Regions from separate parts of the Zea mays genome. Here region 1 is linked to region 2. A link is a contact called in public Hi-C data. All regions are on one chromosome and are shown on one strand. Each heading gives the region's core, a stretch centred on a gene start, on an enhancer-like site or on the middle of the called end of the contact. The rest is flanking DNA. Distances are from core to core; before and after follow the strand shown.

Region 1 (2,700 bases), core at 136-2,635, 170 kb before region 2:
ATGGGTGGACCGTTGCATGACACGACTTATCCCAAGACGAGCACAGTTCGCCCCATTGGTCATGGGGGTCCGGGCTAGTCTAGCCTGATCATCGGGTCACACTTAGGCCACAGGTGTGCCACAACGGGATAGCCCAACATGTCCCTTTTTGTCATGCATATATCTATATTATAGTTAGTATAATGTAAAAAAACAAAAGGTATGTGTGTTATGTTGGTTAGATGTGTTTAAATAACTCTTTAAAGCTAGCAACTATGGTTTAAATCATACATATACACATTTTTATTTTATTTTTATTTAAACGATATGGGCCTTCTAGGCACGTCGAGTGTGACGGGCCAGTGAGATGACACATTATAATTACTGGTCTAGCAGGCCGTACCTAGGTCTTTCTCGTGGGCCAAGACTAAGGGTTGGCCCGTTGGCTAATCTGTACGGTACCGATACTGTCCTAATTCATTTGAACACCTGTAGAAGAGGGGAATTTATAATTGAGGAGGAATGTACTCATGCGGTACACCAGGGGAATTGTTTTGTTGTGCTCAGCGATAGATTTCAACGCAACGGTGAGCCAGTTTCACTAAAAAAAGGGGGGGGGGGGGGGGGGGGGGGGGGGGAAGGCCACATCAAAGGCGAGGTGCTGACGAGCAGAAGATGCTAGCAGTGACGCCAAGTCCAGCAGCTAGCAATGAAAGGGTACTCGGGATTTAACAATGCCTAGAGACGGCATCATCCCCTCAATAATCCGGTGCTCTCTTTTTGTTTATTCACCAGTTGGCGTAGCTATATACACATGTCTGGTCTGACGAACAAATCAAGGGATCGCTAGCTCGGGCTAGCCTTCCTATCACTGTCATGACATGTGCTCTGCCTCTGCTGGTTGATAAGCCGTGCGCCTTCTCGCTAATTCTTTCTTGTGCTAGAGGCGAGTCAAACAAACGCTGCACCTCGTAGCCCTTAATCTGCGCTAAGGGTCACATGACCCTGTTCCCTATCGCTAGTTACCAACGACCCATTCCCCCTGACAGATACTTACGACGCGTCCGTACGCGGCAGGCCTCGGCAGTTCGGCATCACCAGCACCGGCGCCGGCATTCGCCCCCTGCCAGCCGGTTCGCAGATTCGCAGGGCGGAGTCGGCCGCAGTTGCCGCATCCCAAACGCCCGGGAACCTTTGGGGCCCCTCTACGAGCAAATGAAGTTGCTGCCCCTGGCTTCGTAAAGCTCTGACTTTTGATCACTTGATTGGCAGTCGTACTCCTCGCTCATAGGCCGACACGGCCGCAAAGTCAACTACCCGCTCCGCCATCCTTCAACCCCCGCCACGCGCCTATATATGTTCGCGGCCATGTCCGTACTAGTCCTCCAACCCACAAGCCACAACCCCGAGCTCAGATCCCTCGCCTCGTGTCGTGTCTCCGGTCGACGACGACCAACAGCCAGTGTGGGCCAGACGGACACCGCCGAGCTATAGCGCTTGGTGATAGCAAGGGACGACCGGCGGCCGGACCGGAGCACGTACGTACGTACCGCAGCGATGGCTCGGCAGCAAAGCGTGCAGGCCTTGTGTGTGCTGGCGGCGCTTCTCTTCGCCGCCTCCCTGCCGTCGCCGGCCGCCGCGGGGGTGCACCTCTCCTCGCTGCCCAAAGCGCTCGACGTCACCACCTCCGCCAAACCCGGCCAAGGTGCGCGCGCGTTCCGGCCCGGCTCATAGTCATAGCCAAAGGATTAGCACTTTGATTACTTGCTCGGTTAATTCATAGTCCTATTCTTCTCTATGTTTGAAACCCCCCTTTAGATTTGTTCATTCACAATCAAGGAGCTAGCTGATTAAAATACACACGATTGCCATAAAATATATGCTTCTCGCAGTCCTGCACGCCGGCGTGGACTCGCTGACGGTGACGTGGAGCCTGAACGCCACGGAGCCGGCCGGCGCCGACGCCGGGTACAAGGGCGTGAAGGTGAAGCTGTGCTACGCGCCGGCGAGCCAGAAGGACCGCGGGTGGCGCAAGTCCGAGGACGACATCAGCAAGGACAAGGCGTGCCAGTTCAAGGTCACCGAGCAGGCGTACGCGGCGGCGGCGCCCGGCAGCTTCCAGTACGCCGTCGCCCGCGACGTCCCCTCGGGCTCCTACTACCTGCGCGCCTTCGCCACGGACGCGTCGGGCGCCGAGGTGGCCTACGGCCAGACGGCGCCCACCGCCGCCTTCGACGTCGCCGGCATCACCGGCATCCACGCCTCTCTCAAGATCGCCGCCGGCGTCTTCTCGGCCTTCTCCGTCGTCGCGCTCGCCTTCTTCTTCGTCATCGAGACCCGCAAGAAGAACAAGTAGAACGAGTTGCGGCTGCGCGCCATACATGCATACATGTAAATCGTCGGCGGCGATGAGTGGCTGTCGTTGCTGATTCATTGGTGCGCGCGACTATTTTGGTGTATCATGTAAGTTACTTTTCTGCAGTGTGTGCGTCAAAATTACCAAATAATAACTTAAGTTTCTCTGCTGATCCGGTTTTCGATTACGAATGGAGGGGCTCAAAATATATATAGTCTGCTCGAAAGTGGATTATATTGCCCACTTATTACAAATTTATTTATTTCTAGTTTATTTTGCAGTAATCATTGAAAAGGCCAGCCCAGCGTCTCTCTTCGATTTAAGTAAACAATAGCATAAAATCCGCCTCCTCATCTAAGCGTTTA
Region 2 (2,700 bases), core at 74-2,573:
AAATCAACTCTATTGCTTAAAGACTTGTGAGATGATCATTTGTGTTCTTTTGTTGCTCTTGTTGCCTGGATTGCTTTCTCCTTCCTATTCTTATTTCTCTAAGTGCTTTGTAAAGCTAGCAAGAGACACATAAGTGTGTGGTGATCCTTGCGGGGTCTTTGTGACCCAATTGATTAAGGAGAAGCCTCGACCGGTCTAAGTGACCGATTGAGAGAGGGAAAGGGTTGAAATAGACCCGGCCTTTGTGGCCTCCTCAACGGGGACTAGGTTCTTTGGAACCGAACCTCGGTAAACAAATCACCGTGTTCACTTGTTGATCTTAATTTGATTTGTTTCTCCTCTTTCCTCTCTCTCTAAAGTTTCCTTGCTAATATTGGTTTGAGCTTGCTCCCAAAGCTATACACATCAATTTGAGCAACTCATAGCAAGGGAAACAATCTTCCGCACTCCAATTTAATTCTAACGCTAACCCCGACCTTAGTGCATGTTTAAAGTTTGTAAATTTCAGGTTTCGCCTATTAACCCTCCTCCAGACGACTTTCAATTCCGACTACACCGACCCCTAGCTTTCGTAGACTGGGGCTCGGTGCAGTCGGTCGTGTAGTGCCATGCGGAAGGTCTACGCACTCAGGTCTAGCTCGATAGGCCATAAGTGCATCACAGTCCGAGGGTGCGCGGGCCATTAATGCGCCGCAGTCCGGAAGCTTGTACGTCATGAGTGCTATGTGTCGTGAGGGGTACGTAGGTCATGAGCGGGAAGCAGACCGGCGCCTACGCTGTGGCTCGGTGCTAGACGTGGTTAATACGACCAATCATTTATGGTGGGTCAGTCTGGGGACGGACACATGATTTACTCGAGTGGTTCTTTTCCGACACGCTCGTCCTCACTTGTCATAGTCCGCCATGTCCGGCCCGAGGCTCGGTGCCGTGGGATTCGACCGGGGGAGATCCTTCCAAATTTGGCGCACCTACCTATTCTGACTGACTAACGAACCCCAGCGATCATGGGCTCTTTTTTCGGTGTGCTCACTTACCTACATATCAATTAACAATTAGGTCGCTAATAATTAACTAGCTAATTTAACTAACAACTTGTTAGGGGACTAAGGTCTTATTTAGAACAAAGTCCCCCCCCCCCCCAATTCTACGTTTTTTCTGTGTTTTAACTAATTTCTATAAAATTTCTAAGAAACCTCTATACAATTTCTGTAAAATTCATGCGTTCTAAATTGGCCATAATAATTAACTTCAGAGAGAGGTAGAGGCTAGAGCTTACCTCGTTCACATATCTGAGCTGAGTCGAGCCAACGAGCTGCAGCCCAGCAGAACGCGGAAACCTGGCGGCCTGTTCTTCCCCTTGCCCTCTCGAATCTCGAGTTCTGTCCCTGCCCCTGGCATCCTCGCTACCGCGGCCTTCCTCCCCCTCCCTCCCCCTCCCCTGATCGCATCCACCCTGAAACCCTAGCGGCCTAGCCCCCGGTCATGGCGCGGCGGTCGACCCCTCTCCTACGCCGCCTCCTCGCCCCATCGCCTTCCCCCTCCGCCTCCACTCCCCTCGCCGGCGCCGTGTCCCGCCGCACCGTCACCTACATGCCTCGCCCGGGGGACGGCGCCCCGCGCGGCGTCACTCTCATCCCGGGCGACGGCATCGGGCCCCTCGTCACGGGCGCCGTGCGGCAGGTGATGGAGGCGATGCACGCGCCGGTCTACTTCGAGACATACGAGGTCCGCGGCGACATGCCCACGGTCCCCGCCGAGGTCATCGAGTCCATCCGCCGCAACAAGGTCTGCCTCAAGGGCGGCCTCGCCACCCCCGTCGGCGGCGGTGTCTCCTCCCTCAACATGCAGCTCCGGAAGGAGCTCGACCTCTACGCCGCGCTCGTCAACTGCTTCAACCTCCCTGGTCTGCCTACCAGGCACGACAACGTGGACATCGTCGTCATTCGGGAGAACACTGAGGGCGAGTACTCAGGGCTCGAGCATGAGGTAGTTCCTGGCGTAGTCGAGAGTCTCAAGGTATGGAAAATTCCATGTATTGCTCTACCTTTGTTGATGTAATGTGTGACACGCTGGCAGCTGATACGTGCATATGGCCAGATGTGCTAAGCTTATAGATACTGTGAGTCTGTGACACCGTTACTGATTCTACTGCTCTAGTTACTGGTAGAATTATACACACCCAGTCTCCAGATGAGCTGGCGAACACATGCATGATGATAGAATTATATCAGGAAGTTGAATCTGCAATCTTGTATTGTATATATATATATTTTTGTAACACCCCGTCCAATCCCTGGACCGGCGGTACTTACTCCTGGCAGCTCTCTAGGATGATATATTGTCCCCACAGACCAACACGAGTCTTTTGTGCGCACTTTGTCCTCACTCATGCGCACCCGAGAAAACTTCCCGGTCGGTCACCCATCCCAAATTGCTCTAAGCCAAGCACGCTTAACTTGGAGGTTCTTTCTAGATAGGCTTCCGAAAAAGAAGATGCACCTTGTTGGTATGATTACACTATTAATTCTATTAAGCCTTGGACCAGGACATCCCATCCCAGGGGCTAGGATATCACAATCCACCCCCCTTAGAAGACCGACGTCCTCGTCGGTCAACCCCAATCCAGGAACCTCCCCTCTTGGCCACGTCTGTATGTCTAGTGCCGTCATATGCCATGCCATGTGACCACTCCGGGCCCAC

The links. A called contact is a pair of places that touch in the nucleus more often than the background predicts.
Region 1: a Hi-C map of leaf shows a contact between it and region 2, with 6 times the contacts expected there. The contact joins the promoter of LOC778437 here to the promoter of LOC100272953 in region 2. A contact is called at or near these places in 2 of 25 Hi-C or Micro-C datasets (both in leaf).

Annotation. Positions count from the first base shown.
Region 1 is chr5:184,432,583-184,435,282 of Zm-B73-REFERENCE-NAM-5.0, reverse strand. It overlaps LOC778437 (high affinity nitrate transporter), which reads left to right and starts at 1,385. Exons shown (of 2, transcript NM_001112459.2): 1 at 1,385-1,684; 2 at 1,872-2,502. The coding sequence starts at 1,537. The coding sequence ends at 2,335.
Region 2 is chr5:184,258,009-184,260,708 of Zm-B73-REFERENCE-NAM-5.0, reverse strand. LOC100272953 reads left to right here and starts at 1,323. Exons shown (of 4, transcript NM_001147405.2): 1 at 1,323-2,016. The coding sequence starts at 1,483.